Regions from separate parts of the Mus musculus genome. Here all the other regions are linked to region 5. Evidence: chromatin contacts called from public Hi-C, HiChIP or PLAC-seq and capture Hi-C data. All regions are on one chromosome and are shown on one strand. The core of a region is the stretch at or near the end of the contact, and the rest is flanking DNA. Distances in the headings are between cores, read along the strand shown. Region 1 has its middle 43 kb from the start of Gm30224. Region 2 overlaps Runx1 (runt related transcription factor 1). Region 3 overlaps Runx1 (runt related transcription factor 1). Region 4 overlaps Runx1 (runt related transcription factor 1). Region 5 has its middle 31 kb from the start of Gm30588. Region 6 has its middle 20 kb from the start of Gm30224. Region 7 holds the start of Clic6 (chloride intracellular channel 6).

The links. Hi-C and Micro-C count contacts between places; a contact is called where the count stands out from the background. HiChIP or PLAC-seq counts read pairs in DNA pulled down with a chosen protein or histone mark. Capture Hi-C pulls out chosen DNA fragments and counts their contacts.
Region 1: a Hi-C map of bone marrow-derived macrophages shows a contact between it and region 5, with 21 read pairs. The contact joins two enhancer-like sites. A contact is called at or near these places in 4 of 39 promoter capture datasets (the 3T3-L1 cell line, hippocampal neurons, liver and 1 more), 5 of 15 datasets of contacts at CTCF or cohesin (CD8 T cells, the G1E-ER4 cell line, embryonic stem cells and 2 more), 140 of 484 Hi-C or Micro-C datasets (the 3T3-L1 cell line, 3T3-L1-derived adipocytes, the AML12 cell line and 81 more), 16 of 115 datasets of contacts at active chromatin or transcription factors (CD4 T cells, T-cell acute lymphoblastic leukemia, Th17 cells and 11 more) and 2 of 9 other capture datasets (embryonic stem cells and embryonic tail).
Region 2: a contact with region 5 is called in a Hi-C map of bone marrow-derived macrophages, with 13 read pairs. The contact joins two enhancer-like sites. A contact is called at or near these places in 4 of 39 promoter capture datasets (the 3T3-L1 cell line, the C10 cell line, hippocampal neurons and 1 more), 1 of 15 datasets of contacts at CTCF or cohesin (large pre-B cells), 72 of 484 Hi-C or Micro-C datasets (the 3T3-L1 cell line, 3T3-L1-derived adipocytes, the 4T1 cell line and 53 more) and 8 of 115 datasets of contacts at active chromatin or transcription factors (the 230-238 cell line, T-cell acute lymphoblastic leukemia, bone marrow-derived macrophages and 5 more).
Region 3: a contact with region 5 is called in a Hi-C map of the N1E-115 cell line, with 14 times the contacts expected there. The contact joins two enhancer-like sites. A contact is called at or near these places in 1 of 15 datasets of contacts at CTCF or cohesin (large pre-B cells), 3 of 484 Hi-C or Micro-C datasets (the N1E-115 cell line, bone marrow-derived macrophages and stem cell-derived neural stem cells), 3 of 115 datasets of contacts at active chromatin or transcription factors (the 230-238 cell line, T-cell acute lymphoblastic leukemia and pancreatic cancer cells) and 1 of 9 other capture datasets (embryonic stem cells).
Region 4: a contact with region 5 is called in a capture Hi-C map of bone marrow-derived macrophages, with 16 times the contacts expected there. The contact joins two enhancer-like sites. A contact is called at or near these places in 1 of 15 datasets of contacts at CTCF or cohesin (large pre-B cells), 6 of 484 Hi-C or Micro-C datasets (Th2 cells, bone marrow-derived macrophages, double positive thymocytes and 2 more), 4 of 115 datasets of contacts at active chromatin or transcription factors (astrocytes, embryonic stem cells, fibro-adipogenic progenitors and 1 more) and 1 of 9 other capture datasets (bone marrow-derived macrophages).
Region 6: a Hi-C map of bone marrow-derived macrophages shows a contact between it and region 5, with 16 read pairs. The contact joins two enhancer-like sites. A contact is called at or near these places in 5 of 15 datasets of contacts at CTCF or cohesin (CD8 T cells, the G1E-ER4 cell line, embryonic stem cells and 2 more), 113 of 484 Hi-C or Micro-C datasets (the AML12 cell line, the AtT-20 cell line, B cells and 66 more), 13 of 115 datasets of contacts at active chromatin or transcription factors (CD4 T cells, T-cell acute lymphoblastic leukemia, Th17 cells and 8 more) and 2 of 9 other capture datasets (embryonic stem cells and embryonic tail).
Region 7: a contact with region 5 is called in a FOXA1 HiChIP or PLAC-seq map of pancreatic cancer cells. The contact joins the promoter of Clic6 here to the enhancer-like site in region 5. A contact is called at or near these places in 3 of 39 promoter capture datasets (the 3T3-L1 cell line, the SN4741 cell line and embryonic stem cells), 19 of 484 Hi-C or Micro-C datasets (the C2C12 cell line, the G1E-ER4 cell line, the HPC-7 cell line and 12 more), 4 of 115 datasets of contacts at active chromatin or transcription factors (embryonic basal ganglia, extraembryonic endoderm stem cells, neural tube and 1 more) and 3 of 9 other capture datasets (adipose tissue, embryonic stem cells and liver).

The regions. Positions count from the first base shown.
Region 1 is chr16:92,551,892-92,554,591 of GRCm38.p6, reverse strand. No RefSeq gene overlaps it. Among named protein-coding and RNA genes, the nearest start is that of Gm30224, 43 kb to the left of the region's middle. Within about 2 kb of position 1,336, at least 31 of the 459 cell types and tissues checked have an H3K27ac peak or open chromatin away from gene starts, as enhancers often do. A contact at or near this core is called in the HL-1 cell line, the HPC-7 cell line, the N1E-115 cell line and 6 more, where this site is marked.
Region 2 is chr16:92,714,492-92,717,191 of GRCm38.p6, reverse strand. All of the region lies in intron 2 of Runx1 (runt related transcription factor 1), which reads left to right. Among named protein-coding and RNA genes, the nearest start is that of Gm30281, 46 kb to the left of the region's middle. Within about 2 kb of position 1,436, at least 92 of the 459 cell types and tissues checked have an H3K27ac peak or open chromatin away from gene starts, as enhancers often do. A contact at or near this core is called in the G1E-ER4 cell line, T-cell acute lymphoblastic leukemia, bone marrow-derived macrophages and 2 more, where this site is marked.
Region 3 is chr16:92,643,582-92,646,281 of GRCm38.p6, reverse strand. Runx1 (runt related transcription factor 1) reads left to right here. Exons shown (of 8, transcript NM_001111021.2): 6 at 1,937-2,128. Among named protein-coding and RNA genes, the nearest start is that of Gm30224, 49 kb to the right of the region's middle. Within about 2 kb of position 1,416, at least 112 of the 459 cell types and tissues checked have an H3K27ac peak or open chromatin away from gene starts, as enhancers often do. A contact at or near this core is called in T-cell acute lymphoblastic leukemia and bone marrow-derived macrophages, where this site is marked.
Region 4 is chr16:92,608,326-92,611,025 of GRCm38.p6, reverse strand. All of the region lies in intron 7 of Runx1 (runt related transcription factor 1), which reads left to right. Among named protein-coding and RNA genes, the nearest start is that of Gm30224, 14 kb to the right of the region's middle. Within about 2 kb of position 1,340, at least 135 of the 459 cell types and tissues checked have an H3K27ac peak or open chromatin away from gene starts, as enhancers often do. A contact at or near this core is called in bone marrow-derived macrophages, embryonic fibroblasts, muscle stem cells and 1 more, where this site is marked.
Region 5 is chr16:93,291,826-93,294,525 of GRCm38.p6, reverse strand. No RefSeq gene overlaps it. Among named protein-coding and RNA genes, the nearest start is that of Gm30588, 31 kb to the right of the region's middle. Within about 2 kb of position 1,410, at least 98 of the 459 cell types and tissues checked have an H3K27ac peak or open chromatin away from gene starts, as enhancers often do. A contact at or near this core is called in the C2C12 cell line, CD8 T cells, the G1E-ER4 cell line and 19 more, where this site is marked.
Region 6 is chr16:92,574,537-92,577,236 of GRCm38.p6, reverse strand. No RefSeq gene overlaps it. Among named protein-coding and RNA genes, the nearest start is that of Gm30224, 20 kb to the left of the region's middle. Within about 2 kb of position 1,261, at least 11 of the 459 cell types and tissues checked have an H3K27ac peak or open chromatin away from gene starts, as enhancers often do. A contact at or near this core is called in CD8 T cells, Th1 cells and regulatory T cells, where this site is marked.
Region 7 is chr16:92,496,819-92,499,518 of GRCm38.p6, reverse strand. Clic6 (chloride intracellular channel 6) reads right to left here and starts at 1,372. Exons shown (of 6, transcript NM_172469.3): 1 at 1-1,372. The coding sequence starts at 1,065. 2410124H12Rik (RIKEN cDNA 2410124H12 gene) reads right to left here. Exons shown (of 3, transcript NR_165041.1): 3 at 2,149-2,469.

The DNA of each region.
Region 1 (2,700 bases), core at 87-2,586, 740 kb after region 5:
ATTCGCCACGACCCATGGTCATCAGCTATGACCAGATAAGAGACTAGGGATACGTAATCCAAGCCCTCAAAAGACCCTTGAGTCATCCTCGGTGATAAGATCTTAGGTGACTCAGAACGACGACCACTGTTCACATCATGGAGCTCAATTCTAGTTGTTGCTGGGCCCCAAGGAAGAACTGAGTACAAGGGAAAGAAACAGAGACCAGATAACACACCAATGCGGAAAGCTGACTTGAAGAAAGCCAGGCCAGTTTGCATGGGGAACTGGAGCCTAGCCTAAGCTGGGATGACATCCTGAGGTCCAGGCTCTGAGGGACACTAACTCCGTAAGAAGGAACTGTGTCACCCTCCATACATCCCAGTATTAGATCCATCTCAATGCCACGTGGTCCTTCCTGGCCTCCTGGATGCCTTCAGATACTTTCCCAGAAAGGAGTATCTACCGTGCTCATTAGCATCACCAAGCAGGAGGTGTCTCTTCCTAAAAGGATCTCCACCTGTGACAAGCACATGAGGACACATCAGTTCCCAGACATCTTCATGGGAGAAGATTTACTAAGCTAGTTCTCTTGTCTCAAAATAAAAAGCCAATAATGAAATGTCTACCTTCAGAGATGGTGATGGGAAACCATGTTCCATGTGGTAATCTTTAGGGGGTGATGATACAAAAGCAAGCCTGCCTGGCAGGGGAGGACAACGACCCTGATGTCATGGACAAGACTAGAATTATAGATAGCAGAGGCTGGGGGCACTGGAGAGAGAGGATGATAACCAGTCAGTTCTGCAAGTTAGAGCTGGGAAGGCAGAATACAAATACGTCCTGGTCCTTTGATACACAGCAAGGAGATCGGAAACAGCACCACATCAGACACACCTCACACCTGGAAGAAATGGTTTGGATTATTCTCATCAAAAAGAAGAGAAATACCCTAATTTGATTATTACTCAACATATAAAATGTATCAAGCCTATAAAGATAGGTCCAATTATGTATCTATTAAAAATAAAATTCTTAGAAGGTAGAACTTCAACACTTTGGGACTGACATTCAATGTGTTTCATAGAGGACCCATTTGTCACTGTTGAGTCAGAATTGTCAGGTTCTAACCCCTCGGCTGCCTTCCAGCTCTGCCAGCCCCTGAGACCAAGCCTTGGGACCTCTGGGGACACTGACAACCAAGAACTGAAAGCTCAGGTTCATAAGGAGCATCCCCAGGGATGGAGCACAGCACCTGACTGTGAGAGACCAGAGCTGAAAAGTACAGGCAGGGTAATTCAGTCTGCTGGGCACGTCTCTTCTCTTTCCTGGGTCTTGTAAACGTTTCTCAGCTGAAGCTATTCAGAAAATGAGTGACTAAGGAGACAACCATCAACACACTAGACATTTCCTCTGCCCTTCCTCTTCTGAGTCTCCCAGAATTCTGGCTGCTTCAGGGAGCTGAGTTTCTCTTCAGATCTGCAGTCACCTATAATGGTGGCTCACTATCTGGAAGATAAGAGAGAGAGCAGCTGAGGTTCAGACGGCAGAAATACGGCTTGTGCCTTGCTCGGCTCGTCTTGCTCGGCTCGTCTTGCTCGGCTCGTCACGCGTATTATCTGCTGGAGGAAGTGACTCAGACTGGATGTGAGTGCCCTGTGCTTCGTTATGGCTTCTGAAGTGATCTGGACTCAGACAAGACCCCTTCCCAGGCTCTTTTGAGGGACTTCTTTTGGGGAGGGATGAGAAGCACCCAGGACGGTTACTGTTAAAATTATTTGGGAGTTGTGTAGCCCTCCGCAATACTGCTCTGTTCAGAGTCAAAATGATTTCATTTCCATTTCTTCTCTCAAAGTCAAAATAACAGGTGAGGGACTTGGAGAGGAAAGGAGGCTAGTTCTCCATCCAACCAGCACTGACCCAACTCCCAGCCTACCAGGCCCTGGTCAGCATACGGTGGCCTATTTCCTTAACATTTCAACGGTTGCACAAATTCTTAACACCACCACCACCATCCATCCATCCACCCCACAAATTTTGTGTTCACTGTGTCCGATGCAAAAACTAAGCACAGTGTCTTGGGAGAAAGCCTGATAAACGCTTTTGCCCGTTTTTCATGTTTTCCTGTATTTTCATGAACATCTTTATCAGAGTTCCAAGAGCTGAGCGGGGTGTTGGGGGAAGAGGTGGGGGGGGGATCTTTTACAGATGAGCAAACTAAGATTCAACAAAATTAAATAACTCGCCGGAGGCTACACAGCTCTTTCCCCAGTCATCTTGAGTCACAATTAACTGTCTGGATCCCAGAAAGAAATTGCAGACCAACCACTCGACTACGGGAAATGAGCCGTCTAGAGGTGGCTGCCCTTAAAGGAATGTGGACGGCTGTCTGGGAGCTTCAGCACCCGTAGTGACCACACTCGGGTACCTCCAACCACTCACAGCTCTGGGAGTGTTTAAAAGGACGAAAGGCTTATTCCAAGTAAGCCTTTTATTATCTGAAAGTTCAGAGAGCACGCTAAATACTGCTGGCCAACTGTTTATGAGCACGAACCATCCAAGTTAATCCAAAATGTTCTGCATCTCTGCTTGGGTCAGTGCAAGACACTGCCAAAAGAGACTGGCATTGACCATTGAACCAGAGCCTGTCTCTAACAGAGTTTAAAACAGCCATTGTGCGCACATGCCCCTTCGGGGCCCTATAGATTGCTCTGTTTACTA
Region 2 (2,700 bases), core at 187-2,686, 580 kb after region 5:
CTCCTCCTCCCTCTCCCTCTCCCTCTTCTCCTCCTCCCCCTCCACCTCTCCCCTCTCTTCTTTCTCTCTCTCTCATCCTCTGTGCATGTGTGTGTGCCTCTGTGTGTGTGTGTGTGTGTGTGTGTGTGTGTGATGAGGAGGAGGGGGAATAAGGAGAAGAGGAAAGCGGGGGGGGGGGGACATAATGGCAGAGATCATTTGATGAAAGGCCTCATCTCAGTCTCATTATCAGGCTGCCTTTTCCATAGCTGCCAATGGTGAGTAATCGTACCTCTCAGAAGGACAGCCTGCTGAGAGATTGGAGGACAAGAGATTGGAGGACAAACCCAAGGAAGAACGGGGACTCTGGGGCAGGGACTCCCTTCTGAAATTCCCTCCAGGTCTGTAACTAGAGCTTTCCCTTTCTTCTTCTTCCCTCCCCTCCCTCTCCTTCCCCCTCCCTCTCATCTCCTTCCTTCCCCTCTTTTCCCCTTCTCTCTCCTCCTTCCTCCCATACCTCTCTCTGATATTGGGAGCATCGCAGGGGCCTCTGTGCCAGCATAGGGAGGGGCCTCATCCTCTTCATCTGTCCCCACCTCCCCGCCTTTCTATATTGATTTGCAGAGTAGAATTTGATAAAAGAATGAGAGAGAGACGGAGAGACAGAAAGAAACAGAGACAAAGAGAGATGAGAGAGAGGGGGAGAAAAGTAGACAAAAAAAGAAGGAACAAGACAAAAAAAACGAAGGAACAAGATTCTAAAGGTGTCTGGAACCTTTCAAAAGCCTCGTGCTGTTTGCCTGTTAAGAAGATACAAGTAACACAAGCCAGCATGAATCCCATTCAAGGGCTGATACTTGGTTTCAGAGAGTCCTGATCTAAATGAGGTCAAAGTGGGTCTTATGCAGGGCCTGTCATTCTGTGCACACTGCGAGTCAGGCTGAGCTCAACCACCTGCTCTGGGGCCTTGAGAAAGATCCAAGGCAAGGTGTCCAGGAAAACAAAATGCATAAGATGTCTACATAGAGCAATCTACTGCCCCAGATAAGAAACATCTTCCTCTGTTTTCATGTGCCCGTGTGCATGTGCAAACACACATGCCTGTGCTCATGTGTGTACACGTACACACACAAGCACGCACAAACACAAGCCCATGCACACAAACACACACACCCAAAAGACCTGCTCTAGCAGAGAGATCCGTGGCTCGGTTCCTCTTTCTTTAGAATTCCAGATAAGCCTTTACATCTCCTCAATCATTGCTCCCATTTGATAAATTCGCCAAAGTTCAAAGGCTGAGTGTGACTGGGGGCATTTGGAGAGGAATGATAAAACTGTGTCTGATAAACACAAAAAGCTTCATCAATATAGATCTACAAATTGGGAGCGTGGGGCTCCCTCAGGCAGTGAAGCTGTTATCTCCAGGGCGAGCCCCAGAAGATAGCTGAGGGAGCGGGAGGCATTATCTGCCTTCACAAGAGGAGCAGCACCTCCCCCACTGCTGTCTGCAAAGCCCAGGAAACACCTTGCAGGGGGTTGATGCAAGACTGCCATCCCCGCCCCAGCGACAGTTGGAATAGTGTTGTAACACAACATTGAGCAACACCTCCGCTGTAGCAGCCACTCTGTCCTAAGACACTTCTCCTGAGGAAAGACAAAGATATTTCGGGTGTCGTTGTTGTTGTTGTTGTTGTTGTTGTTGTCGCCTTTGTTTCAGCTTAGGTCATTAAAGAAAAAAAATCCCCCCTTCCACCCTGCTACTTAAAAAATAAATGTCCCTGAAGTTGGACATTTTGTCCAGGAAGATGGCCTCTTTGTTCCTCAGTCCAACGTGGCCTCGTTGAGTAAGTCTTCCTTTTTTGCTTTTAACTATTAAAGTCAAGAAATAAGAAAAAAAAATCAAGAAATAAAAAAATCAAGGAAAAAAAAAAACTCAGTTAGATCCTGAGAGACTGTTAATGCCAGCCCCTTTCCATCTCACTGTACCATAGCTTGAGAATTCCAGAGAAATCTTCATTTGTGTTTTTCCAGAGATCAGGTTGTCGGTTCCTGGGACTTTTGGGAACTGGATTTAAACTTGTGGATTGCTCTCGGGAAAGGACTTTGAAAGAGAAGAGACCCACTGGAGCTTTCCAGGAGTAATTTCTAAATTTCTTCTAGAGAAAATTTCACAAGACCCTCCTGATTTTAGGGAAGTTACAAAATGGCCAATGGAAGAGGCACAGGGCTAGAGCGGAGGGTGAGACAGCCTTCTCAGAGGGAGGGTCCCAGGCCTGCGAGATGGGCAAGCTGAGAGAAGTCAGCTTGTTTCTAGGAGCCCACTTGCTCTCTGAAAAGTACACAAATTATAGTACGTGTCTGTCTGGAGGAAAATGCTTAGCAGCATCTACCACAGAAAGGTAGCCACTGGAGCAACCCTGTTCTCTCACTTACTTCAGAATTGTCCTTTTGTGAGTGACCAGCTCCAGCATCTCGGAGTGCTCCAGCATCTCAGAGTTCTCCAGCATCTCAGAGTTCTCCAGCATCTCAGAGTGCTCCTACATCTCAGAGTACTCCAGTATCTCAGGGAACTCCAGCATCTCAGAGTATTCCTGCATCTCAGAATGCTCCAGCATCTCAGAGTGCTCCAGCATCTCAGAGTGCTCCAGCATCTCAGAGTGCTCCAGCATCTCAGAGTGCTCCTGCATCTCAGAGTGCTCCTGCATCTCAGAGTGCTCCAGC
Region 3 (2,700 bases), core at 167-2,666, 650 kb after region 5:
TAAAAGGGGCCGCATCACGCTTTAAATGGCTTTAGAGCTCAGATTGTTTTTCTGTGAGAAAGCCTGAGGTTTCTCAGGTGGGATGAGGAGTGGGGACTGATTAGGTCGCAAAGAAAAGAAGAGGGAGGATCCAGAGAGGGCTGCACACCGAACTACATATACTAAGACTGAGCAAGGTAGAAGGCTCTAGAAAAAGAAGTTTTTGTACTTCTGCTGGTAAAAGGCTGGAGGGGGTGGCTCGGGAACTTGGCCTCTTTTGTCCATAGAGCTTTAAATACTCCGGCTACAAGAGGCCTCTCCCATGCGCCCCGGCCGAGCCTGCGTGACTCAGGGTGTTTGTGTTTGAGTCCAGTGTTGTGAGCTCTGAATGACAGTCCAGATTTGCCGTGGCGATACGTGGAAAGAGCGAGCGCTGCATGTGAACTACACAAATATTATGCTTAAGCTTTTTTTTTTCCTCCATTTGGAGCCAAACAGGTCTTGTCAGTGATAAAAATCGCTGCAATATAGTGGGCCCTTTTTCTGGCCTGGAATCTGAGACCGTGTCGGCAGTGCCAAGGAGGCCCGTAGCAGGAAGAAATAGCAAGCCGCGGGGATTTGAAACCATAACACAACTTCTACGACATAATTTTATAATTGTAGCAATCGGGAACTAGGTGGTGGGCGGGGTAGCCTTGTAACCACTCCTGTGCTGGAAGAATGGTCCAGGGTCCTCCGTGTAGCTCTGGGCTGGGCTGGGGTAGCAGCAACAGCATTTCTATGGGCAGAAGCCAACGGCTTCCCCTGTCTTGTTGTGAGGCTGTGTACAGGAGGATGATTGTGGCTCAGGCTGTGTAACCATTGACAGGAGAATGGCCCTGGCTCAGTCAACGGTTCTAGTCAAACAAACCTTGAGAACGAGGAGGAAACAACAAAGTCGGCCTCTTAAAAGGAGGAATGGATCTCTACTGTGACTGTGTGGGAGGCTGGGCTCCTCTACAATCTCTAGTCTGCATAATACTTTGAAGGGGATGGAGAGGGAAAAAAAAAAAAAAGCGGGAGGCCCAGCCCTCCTGACTGGCCCACGTGGATGCCCCTACTTGCTGTTTCCTGGTAACAGAGACACCTACCACCCTTACACGACAGCAAGCATCCCACCTTGCTTTTCATTCCGAGGGAAAATCAGCAGACCAGCTGGCCACTCCCTCTGAGCTCCCAAGGGCCTGGCCTACTAGAAATATTGGAACAGACCCACGCTGCACCTTTCTGCCTACTTCCTCCTAGGGATCCGCCCAGGGAGTGGGCTTCAGGGAAGTAAGGATGCTTCTGAGGAGCCTGTACGAAGGAGGAAGGGGCCTGGGTGTGTGAGGGCAGAGAGGGATGCCCTGTGCCTGCCTGCGTGTAACAGGAAATCTCACTCCTCGGCTGTGGGTTTGCAGCTGCACCCAATTTCCTGTTGAAGGGACACGCTGCTACGTTCCAGGGCCCACTCTGGCACCTCTCAGACCTGCTGCTCAGGTTTTCAGGAAGGCAGGGCATTCTTGACCCCGGGAGGGCACCTTTCTTGGCTGCCACAGTTCTGTTCCCAGCCTGAGGCCCACAGCCAACAAGCAACGGGCTTCTTACCCGGGGCCACCATCAGCAGTTCCGCTCACTAGTGTCTGCCCACCCGAGGGGATGTGCGGAGAGCTGTGGGCACCGAGTCCCAGACTGAGGCAACAGCCAGGGACCAGTGGGCTGAAGGAACCTCAGCGGGCTATCAGAAGGATAGCCCTGGTTCCCACAGGCAGCCAGCCCAAGGGGCAATGTCCAACAAGCTCACCTTGGGGGTGAAGGGAGAGGGAGGGGAAAGATAAGAAAAGTCCCCTCCACAACACGTTTTCTGATCTCTTCCCTCCCTCCTTCCCTGCCTCCCTCTCCTCCTCCTCCTCCCTTCCCCTCCCGGTCCCTACACTAGGACATCGGCAGAAACTAGATGATCAGACCAAGCCCGGGAGTTTGTCCTTTTCCGAGCGGCTCAGTGAATTGGAGCAGCTGCGGCGCACGGCCATGAGGGTCAGCCCGCACCACCCAGCCCCCACGCCCAACCCTCGGGCCTCCTTGAACCACTCCACTGCCTTTAACCCTCAGCCTCAAAGTCAGATGCAGGGTAAGTACCCCACGGAGCCCACTACCCTCTGTCTTTGCTGGAGTCCCAGGCGCAGAAAGCACCGGGGCTGCCAGGCCTTTCTGGGTGCTCTAAGGGAACTGTTGAAACCCCGCAGCATCAGCTGGGAGCTTAATGAGGAGAACGCTGTTCCATCTGCAGAGTATCTCTACTCTGAGAAGTGTGGCTGCTGAGCATGGGAGGGAATCGTGGCTGTGGAAGCCATATGTGTACATGGCTACACGCGTGTATCTCTCTTGGTACCCTTGCAGTTATCGGTTCCAGGTATCAAACTCCACAGGAGTTCAATATGTCCTAGTACTTGCCTAGGCCTGTGGACATCATCCTGGAGACTGTAATCCGTTCTGCGGCTAGCATCTAACACGCTATTCATGCTATGTTGACAATCACCAAGTTATATTACGTAGGGAATCCTGACGAAAATACATTTCAATATGTGTACATTTAAAAAGCTGTATTATCAACCCACCTTCGGTTTAATCTTTAGCTATAGAGCCTTCAGATACAAATAGCCTCCTGTATAGAAGCTGACGAGAGGTTTTTGTAAGACTTGT
Region 4 (2,700 bases), core at 91-2,590, 680 kb after region 5:
AATCCCACCAGTGACAGCTTCGAGTTCTGGGCTTTCAGCCTCCCCCAGCCCGACCTGCCTAGCTGCTCAGCACACACACATGCGTTCTCAGCAGACGGGCCCTGTCTGTCTCTGTCCCTTGCAGACAGACAGACTCCACACCTTGTCTGAAAGGAGCTGCCACGTGAAGGTTTATCTTTCCTCCTCATTTCTCTTCTTCCTTTATTTTACCCTCTTCCTTTTCTTTTGGTTAATTAATGTCTAGCTGCCAACCTGGGCGACAGACAGCGCATACTAATCTGAGTCACGCAGGAGAGCCTTTTAAGGCGGTCATTATCTGCTCAGGTTGTTTAATCCTTTGGGGGCAGTGGGAGGGGCCTGGGGTGGGACCTCTTTCATCCACATCAAGCTTTAGAGCCAAGACTCTGCGCTCTGTCAAGGTAGAGACTTAGCACCATAGAGGGAGAGACACTGCCAGTGAAAGTGGCTGAACCTTCTAATCCTCACACTTCCTACTTTTAAAGTCTCCCCATGAATGGGAGAGGGGGCAGTTGTCACCTGAATTGAGTGGGTGGGGGCGGCGTGCACCGGACTAGCCAAAAGAATAGAGGAGCCGTAGTTGGGTGATGTATAAATTCTGTGTGACTGCTGATGTGTAAGGAAAGAGGTTAGACAGGATTTAAAAATGAAAACACGGGGAGCTGGTGAGGTAGCTCAGTGGTTAGGAACCTTTGTTGCTCTTCCCAGGCCCCCCACATTAGCCCGCTCACAGCTGCCCATAACTCCAACTCGAGGGCATCTCTCTCCTTCCTCCAGTGTCTGCAAGCACACACACACACACACACACACACACACACACACACACACACACACATGCGCGCGAGCACCTAACTAAAAATAAAATAGCTGTAAATGAGAACACGTATTCGAATAGAGCACTTGAATTTGAACATATCTAAAAGGCCCATGTCTTTTTTATTACAGAGCGTATACAAAGCGAGACAGGGAGGGATGGAAGGAGAAGGGGAGGAGGGAGAGAGAACCTGACCTCTCGTAGAAAGACGCCACACTATCTCAGATCTTCCACATACTCTGCCCCCAGCAGCTGAGACTGTAACATTACTCCTGCGCTTATGCCCATGACAAATCACGGACTCACTCGGGATTCCGGTAACGTGGTACCATTACCACATTACCATGTAAGAACTGGGACAGACTGGCAGAGCATGTTCAGACACGGCTCTGAAACGTGGTGACCTCTCCTTCATTTTTTTCCAGTGGATTCACCTTTTTTGTCTCAGGACAAATGAAGCAAGAGGGATAATGGGCAGAGTCACTTGTTTGTGTCCAGTGTATTGCATCAGATGACAACAGGCCGATTGTGTGTGTGCCTAATGCTCTCCCTCCTGCCTCGGCTTCTCCCTAGACTGTATAAATCTAACTGGAAAAAAAAAATGGAGTAGAGCTTCCTGTTAACTCTCAAGCATGTCATGGCTCTCTGTAAGCAAAACAAGTGACACAGAGTTTGCTCATAGAGGTCCCCGGTGAGGGCGCAGAGATGAACCCTGAGGAATGAGGTGTGGCCTGCTGGCTGGAGGAGAGGCTAGAGGGCAGCCTACCAGGGCAGCCTACCAGAGCCACTGTTGGTTTACAGCCTTTGCCTGCCCACATGTCTGACTTGCTTTGAAAAGATTAACAGGAGTGTTTGTTTGAAAGTCAGACTCCTGGTTTCCTCATTAGTAGAGGGATTTGCTGCAGACTTGGGCTGTGCTTATAAACTCTAATTACCTCTCTGATGAGGAGTCTATTTCTCTCACATTCAGCCCAAATGTACACAAGAGTTCCTTTTGTAAAATCGTGTTAGAGCAATAAAAGATTATTGAGAGGGGGTGGAGGGGGAGAGGGAGAAACAAGAACACAAGCCCGAGCTCTCCGTGCTGAAATAATAGGCTTGGAACAGAAAGAAGTTGATCACAGCCCATGCCTTCCAAAAAAAAAAAAAGATTAATCCACCCGGGTAGCTTTCCTTTCAAAGGAAGCTTTTCGATCCCCTCAAGTTTCTCTCTAGCAGGCTCAACTCTGTACCTGAATTTGAGAATTTAACATTTTGAACACTTAGTTCGTGCCTCTGCCCTGTGTTGTTGCTGCTGCTGAGCCGTGCTGGTGCGAACAGTATAGTCGCAGCCTGCCCTCCTCTGACTGACAGACACAAGCTACCCGAAACACCGTCCTAACTCACTGTGGCAGCTGGTGGGCGGATGTGCATCCCTTCCTAACCATTCTCAGTTATTTCGCAATGTCTGGAGATTCTTTTGGATGTCAAAGTAGCGGGCAGGGGGTCGGCAGGGAGGCCACTAGAGGCATCTTGTGGGTAAAGAAGGAAGATGCCACCAAACAGTTATCAGTCTCCAAACACCCGCTAGACATAATACAGCCCAAAGATGCCAGCAGTGGCACTTTTGGCAAGGGAACCCTCCTGTCCCTCCTGTCCCCTGGTCTGCCTCAAAGGCAGCATGCACACGTGCCAAGTGCAGAGGGAGCCGGTGAAGCAAGGGCAGTCTGTAGAACTGTAAATTCAAAATGAATCTTGTAAAGAAAGTCTGTCATTTCTGGACAAAACAAGTTTTGCTATCCATTTGTGTTAGAAGCTAGTGAGTGACACAGCAGCTGGAGCCATGACTCAGTGGTTTAGAGCATGCACTGCTCTGGGGGATGTTGGCA
Region 5 (2,700 bases), core at 161-2,660:
GGGGGGGGGATGGGATGGGGGAGGGGGGAGGGGTGTGATTCTGCAGGCAGCACCACACAATTTTTTTCTCATCTGCATCTTTAGAAATGACAGGTGACTGGGGGAATCTCAGTGGAATTTAGCGAACCAGGTCCATGCAGCCTGCAGAAACGGTGTCTTCACTTCTGTATGGCTGTGGGGTCGTCACGGCCACTTGTCTACCATGAAGAGGTAGGAAAACCCTTTGGACTTCAACTGAGATGCCAGTCCCATGGCCAGCTATCTCCTTGTATGTCCCTTTCAACTGAAAAAGACATCATGTGATAACAGTTTTTATTTTTTTCCTGTTAATTATATTTTCCCTCCATTTGTAACAGCAATGAATACACTTAGAGAGATGGACTCTTTTGTGCTACAACAAACAAGCAAGGACATAAAGTAAACAAATGTTTCATAAGAGATAAGCAAAAGCTGCAATTATTACCATATGTAGTCGGTTTGTCTATCACCTGTCTGCATATCACCTATCTGTCTGTCTGTCTGTCTATCTATGCATCTATAAATCTATCTATCTATCATACATCTATCTATGTATCTATCCAAACACAGAGGAGGGAAGAAAGGGGAGAAGGGAGAGGGAGGGAGGGAGGAGAGAGAGAGAGAGAGAGAGAGAGAGAGAGAGAGAGAGAGAGAGAGAGAGAGAGAGAGAGAGAGAGAGAGAGAGAGAATCCTTTAGGAGAAAGGATTTGTCACATTCTGTGTTTGTAAGCAACTTTACTATTGTAGACAGTCAGTGTATTATCACGATGGCCCCTGGTGTATGTGCCATTACTGAGTATTTGGGGGGTGGGTTCAGGTTCTAGTTCTGTAGCCCCAAGTCCTTGGAGCACCATTTCTTAAAGCATTCTGTTTTAATCGTGTTCTTATGTGATTCATAGAGTGAAGTAAAGTTTTAAGGTAAATCTTATTAGGATGTGACTATTCTAATTTGAACCAAACAGAAATTCAGTTCCCGAACTTCTCTGGTATGCGCTCAGCAGGAGACCTGTGAAGTGAGCAAGACCTCTGCCCCTCCCTCTGACAGGCGACAGGCCTTCCCTGGTGTCAAGGTTGCTGGTGGAGGAAATGAAACCAGGACAACAGGGACAAAGATCATATAGCTACAGAACAGCAAGAAACTTGAAGAATCCGTGGCTTGAGTCTCCCTTTCCTCAAGGCTTCCAGTGGGTCTCGCGGCTTGGTCCAGGCAGTTGATGGGGTGGAATGCTGAGTGTGGGGGAGACTAAGTCTAATACAACGGGCAGCGAGCATGCCTGTGTGTCCTCCAGGGGGAGACATTTCTCTTTCTCCCATGGCTGTGTGTTACCCAAAGCTAAGGTGGTCAGTGACACATTTGCAAGGCATGTCTCTGGGACACAGAGCAGAACAGGCTTGCAGAGCAGCTGCCCTCTGTGAGACTGAAGACCGAACGACTGTCTGTTTGCCCTCCAGTCCACACTGTCTAGAGGCCAACTGCTGCTCCTGGCCAGCAGCGCCTCAGGCCTTCCCATCACCACCCCAGAGAAAACCGTCAGAAGAGCATTGGCAGTTGTATGTTCTTACAGGAGGCCTGGAGTGTCCTGTAGGGACCACCGTAGGGACAATAAGAGCCAGGGACATAGCCTGGCACTTGAAAGATCTGCCACACTGCCCAGTTTGATTTTACGTTTCTCCCTTTCAGCCACTGTTTAGCTGTTCAGTTTACTAGAAATGTCTGTAGTTCTTAAGTGGCTGGTGGCCATTTTTCAAGGACTTTCTTTCTTGGTGTCATTCCTCTTAAAGAATGAACTGCGCAACCACATGCGTCTAGGAGGGTGGGCGAGAGAAAGGAGCAGGCACAGGATTCAAAGAAGTCAATTTAGCTACTTATTAACCGTGCCTGGAAATGTGAAGAGGAAAAGGTGGGAACTAATGACTCCAATGGGTGTTTGAAAAGAACTGGCTCTTTTGTTCCCAGCTCCGTGAACCCTCTCTTTGGAGAACCCAGAGCTGGTCCTCAGTCAATGAGTGTGGCAAGGATCATTTCAAGAACAAATTGAGGAAACGTAGGCACGGGTCTTTCATCGCCTTTTCGCGGTGATTAGATTTATTTACCTCCCTTGCTGGCCCCTTCTCTTTCATGCTTTCCAACCGCTTTAAAATCAAGAGTGAAAAATGAAACCGAGTTCCGGCTTTTAAGAAAATGAGAGAGGGTGGGGGCTGGGCTGGCTGACAGGTGCACACTTCCTGGGAGCCAGAGAATAGCAAGAAGTTTAAGAAAAGAACTGTGTGACCATAGCTGGCCTTGCCTGGGAGAAAGTCACTAATTGAAAGTCTGGCCAACGTTAAATGTGCTGGTGAAGTGCACTGATTTATTGGGACCAGTGTGGGGGAAAGGTCTGTGGAGCAAATTGAAAGAACAAACAGGGAAACGGTGTGTTTTCCTCGCCGAGAGATAGCTCCAAACGTTTGTAAAAATCACTTTGTATTTCAATCCCCCTGCAAAACGGTGAAAAGTTCTGGTTCCTAACTTCTAAGAGTTACTGTGAAAACCCTTACAACATCCCTAAGGTGTTCCTTCCTTGCGTGGGATCCTGTCATCCTCGTGACCGTGTGAGTTCGGGGGGAAGCAGAATTTTGTGAAAATGTTTCTCTACTTTAGACTTTTCTACAACTTTCTACCCAATTAGAGGATGTTAGTGG
Region 6 (2,700 bases), core at 12-2,511, 720 kb after region 5:
GCTACGAAACTAGGAATAGAAGTATGAGGAAAAGAAAGATCTTAAGGTGGAAACAGAGAGGGTGACAGAGCATTGTGAGAAAAAAAAAACAGAAGGGGTTGGTCTAGGGAAAAGTGGGGGAACAGGAGGGAAGGGATCGGACCGGGTAGCCATGCATGGGGAAGGGGAAAGAAACATACAGAGTTCACGTGTGTGTGAGACACCACAGTGAAACCTAGTACTTTCTATGCTAATCAAAAATTGTAACTTAAAAAAGAATGGGCTAAACAAATAAATATATCCTGACTGATTTTACGTTCTCCTGACACAAGCTATAGTTGTCCTAGAGGAGGAAACCTCAATTGAGAAGATGCCTCTATAAGATGGGGTTGCAGGCAAGCCTGCAGAGCATTTTCTTAATTAGTGACTGATGGGGGAGGGCCCAGCCCACTGTGGGTGGGGCCATCCCTGGAGCCTCTAGACCACCAGCTTCCCAAGTGCTCCGAGAGGTTTCAGGTCTGCCCTCAGCCTTTACCCCCTGTGCTGAGGACTATGAGACCCGTGTGTACTGTGTACCATGTGCCATGAACCGTGTGTGCTTGTTGTAGCTGCCCACTGCCAGACACACCCACCAGGCCATCCCTTGCTTCTCTTGGTCAGGCTAAGCCCCTAAATCCTGCTCCTTTCTCTTTCTGCTCTTTTGGGTGAGAACCAGCCGCTGCCGAGCCTAGTAGAGATGCCGCGTTATTTACCTTCATTTTCCTTTTGACTCTCTTCTTCTGATGCCTTTTTTTTTTTCACCCTCACCATGTTTCTTCTCCATCTTACACCTCTGAAGGCCTTCCAGACAATACATGGGGACAAGTCGTGACACGGAAGGCTTGAGGCTGCCAGGCTGTAGAGGAGGTGAGGCGGTGGGATGTCATTGGCTGGTCATGAGAAGCTCACCTGACAGCATCATGCACTGCTTCACAGCAACTAGAAACACAATGAAGTTAAGGGGCTGGGGTAAGCCATTCTCACAGGAAGAGAAGCCGTAGGAGAGGAGCTGACAGGCACTCTAACAGTAGTCTTCTGAGCTGGGGACAGAGTGTTTATGAGGCTCTGAAAAGCTCTGTCACGTGTGTTTCAACAGACATCGCAGAAATTTCAGATACAGCCCTGTTTGCTATAGTAGCATCAATGGCTTCTTCTAGGGCCAACACCCTATGGAAACCATCTCAGTTCCCCACCGTTGGCTGTCCGGGGATCCCCGGCTGCAGGGCAGCGGGTATCAGGTAGTAAAGGCCGCAAGTAACTTCCTGGCTTGCTAAGCAACCAGCGGAAACCACTCTGCTCTCACTGTGCTCTAGGCTGAGCATTCTCCTCAGAGTTTGAACAGAGAGAGAATCTCAGTAGATAAATTATTGATAACGTGGGCGTTACAGACACAGAACCCATCCCTCCTAAGCTCAATGCCCTGTGTGAGACAGACAGACAGACTGGAAGGAAGGAAGGAAGGAAGGAAGGAAGGAAGGAAGGAAGGAAGGAAGGAAGGAAGGAAGGGAGGGAGGGAAGCAGGCAGGCAGGCAGGCAAATGGAATCTGTGTCTGAGGTGCATTGTGAAGCAGAGTGGAATGACCCACAGGTGTAAGCAGGTGAGGTTGGAGAAGTGACACAGCTGGAGAGAGAGTCTCTCTCTGAAGTGTGCATAGTGTCACAAGTGAGGGAACTGGAGAGGACATGGAGGCTTGGTGGGGGATGAGGGGGGTGGGGTTGGGGGAGGGTGGGGCTGGGAGGAGGGGGCTGGAGGGAGGGTGGAGACTGGAGAAGAGGATGAAGGTGGAGGCCAGAAGCAGAAAGATGAGGACAAACAGTAGGTCTGTGAGAACAATCTAAGGATTTGGTGCTCCATGAGCCAAAACAAGGGTGCAACCTACAGGGAGATTACAAAATGAAGGTCACAGGGTAGCTCTGGATTAATTCCCATGATGCGGAATCAAAGACAGTAGAATGGAAAAGAAAGGGCTGTGACACACAGAGGTGACACACAGAAGCCCGTAGCAGTTCATAACTTGCTGCTATGTTTCAGTGTGTGCATGGAATTCTCACACACATGCATGATCATGTGTACAGTCACATTTGTGCTTGCATACATGTTACATGGTCAAACATACACAAGCATGTGTGTGTGTACATATAAGCTTGCATATATGTTACATGGTCACACATACACTACCATGTATACACGCACATTTAAGCTTGCATATATGTTACATGGTCACATATACATTAGCATGCATTTAGATCTTTGTGTGTATGACATCTATATGTTTGTATGTATATTATGTATGTGTGTGTGTGTTATGTGGATGTGTGTGCATATGTGTTTCCATGTGTAGGTGTAGAAGCATTCATGCCACAATGTATTCCTGGGGTGTGTTGGTTTTCACCTTCTACCCTGATTGAGACAGGGTCTGTCTGTTGATTGCTACCATGTTCACCAAACAAATTAGCCCACAAGCTCCTGGGAAATTCTCCTGCCTCCACTTTTCATCTTACTGTAGGAGCAGGAGGAGTGCAGATGCTTTCTACCACACCTGGGGCAGCAGGATTATAGACATGTGCTACCACACCTGAAGCAGCAGGATTGCAGATGCATGCTACCACACCTGGAGCAGCAGGATTGCAGATGCATGCTACCACACCTGGAGCAGCAGGATTGCAGATGCATGCTACCAC
Region 7 (2,700 bases), core at 123-2,622, 790 kb after region 5:
CCCCTCCTCCAATGCTGGGCCATTCTCCCTGCGGCCGTTCACTCGCCCCAACTCTTCTCCACCCTGGACGCTGGGCTCCTCAGCTAAGTGGTTGCTGAGCTCTGCCTGGGATTCCTCCTCGTGTTCGGTGGATTTGGCCTCCTCTCCATCAAGGCTGCCGTCGGGGGGCTTCTCTTGGATGGCCCCCTCGCAGGGTCCCTTCAACTCGGGTTCTGGCCTCGCTTCTTCCTCCCCGGTCTCCTCCTGGAGCTTGCCCTGGTCCCCATTCTCATGAGCATCTACTCTCGCATCCTCGGAAGCTGCTTCCTCGGACCCGTCTTTCCCCAGGGTCTCCCCTTCCCCCGCGGCGTCTGCGGCCGAAGCGCCCGCCAGCTCCCCGGACTCGTTCCCTCCGATCTCTGTGGTTACAATCTCAATCGCCTCATCCTGGGGCTGAGGGCTGCTTTCCCCTCCACCCTGGGGCTCACTCTCCGACCCAAGTGGCCCTCCTGCGGGTGCCTCTGTGTCCATGTTGTCCCCTGCAAGTCCCTGGACTTCTGGGTTGATCTGCAACCCTAGCGCGCCGCCTCCCTGCGCTTCCTGACCAGATTCTGCCTCTTCCCCTGCCTCTGAGGCCGTGGGGTCCTCGGGCTCCCGGCGAGAGTCCCCAGGGACCTCGGGGGCCTCACCCTGAGAGTCTAACCCAGAGCTCATCCCCTGCACCTGCTGGGCGCTTGGCGCCTCCTCCGCTCCCTGCGGGATCGCGCCCTCGGGGTCGCGCTCCGCAGCCTCCGCTTCACCTGGAGCTCCGCTGGCGCCCGGCGTCTCGGCCTCAGGGCCGGTGCGCGGGTCCTGCGCCTGCGCTCCCCCAGTTCCCTCGTCCTGCCCACAGCCTCCTTCCTCCTTCCCCGAGGCCCTGGCCTCTACGCCCGCCCCCAGGTCCCTAGGTGCCTCTGCAGCTTCCTCGCTCGCTTCCCGCCCCTCCAGGTCCGCAGCTCCTGGCTCTCCTGGTCCCTCGATTGTCGCACCTTCGGGTTGCCCCTGGGAACCTGGAGCGACCTCCTTGGGCTCCGTGGCCTCAGCCATGGTAAAACACCCTTCCTCGACGCTGCTCAGGGTGAGGGGCAGGGGCTGACGTGCCCCCTCCGGGAGGACACCCCACTCGCGGTTCTAGAAGCGAAGGTTTCGCTTGATGCAAAATCTAGAGGGCCCCAAGACTCTATGTCCCTTTTCCCTGTCTTAAGGTCTTTGGGTTCTTCCTCAAGAGTTCCTGTTTCTCCTAAATTCGCGCCCGGACCCCAATCCTTCTGTGCAGGCCAGGGTGTGGGGCTAAAGAACTCAGCTTGCCTCTTGAAGTCTTTGGAAGAGATGGGCTGGTTCCCTGCGGTCTCAAGGGTTGACCAGAAATTCTCAGAGCCAGTTCTCCCCTCTTAGGGCTTGGGCGGGGTTTGTCTTCCCCACCTCCTAGCCACTTTGGGTGGCCTGGGAAGCTAGCCAATGACAGCCTTTCTGCGGCTTTTGTGGATTTTAATGAAAAGACTGATTTTACTGGCCACTTTAGCGTTTTCTGGAACAGCTTCAAGTTTCAGAGCCATTTAAATCACGGTCACATACTTCAGTATTGGATTCCCACCTTACCTCACTTCACCATGAAGGCGACTCTGATGCTGAGTGGAATAGACCCATCCCATCCCTGCCTCAGGTTCCACAGAAAAGGTATTAACCCCAAAGGGAGGAATGGCTGCCCTCCCATTTCTGTGAGTTCCAGGAACCTAAAGATGGAAGGGACAATAGCCTGGCGTGCTTGTTGAGGTGGTGGGGGGAGGGGAGGAGAACCAGACGGATACCTCTCCTTCTCCAGCCCCTGAAGACCCTAAGAATCTGTGCATCCCTCGGACTCAGATTTCCTTACTCATGTCCAGTGCTTGGGTCTCAATATCGTGGTTAGGGCGTTGGGGGTTGAAGGTGGGGGAAGAAAATTCGGGATGGGAAAAAAGGAAGTTATAGAATTAACTGGGCCAGGAGTCCCCCACTATCACCCGTCAAAAACTTCTTTCAGAGAAGTTTTCAAAACTATTCCACTGAATTGATAGAGAGAGGACCTCCCACCCCAAACTGTGAGGCCAGCATTTCCCCCTTATCAAAGGACACACCAACTCTAGACCAATATTGCTGATGAGTATAGATGCAAACATTATTAACAAAACACCAAGGGTTTGAATACAACAGCATATCAAAAAGATCATCCACGGCTATCAAGTTGGAGGTTGGAGGTTGCAGTGGTGGCTCAACACATGCAAATCTATAGGCGCAATGCGTCAAAACAACAGAATGTATGACTTTAAAAATCACATGCAGGCTGGAGAAATGGTTCTGGAATTAAGAGTGTGTACTGCACCCACATCAGGTAGCTCACAACTTCCTCCAGTTCTGAGGATCCAACGCCCTCTTCTGGCTTCAAATGGCACCTGCACTCACATGCACAAACCCCTGCAAGAATAACATATATACAGATGATTAAAAAATAAATAAATCTTTTTTTTGAAACAAAATGTGTTCATCTCAGTAGGTACAGACAAGGCACTTGATAACATTCAACATCCTTTCACAATAAAAGATTTGAATTTTTTTCATAGACAGATAATATCTCAACATAATTTAAATTGGTTGGGTGTTTTGTTTTGTTTTGTTTTGTTTTTGTTTTGTTTGAGGCGAAGTCTC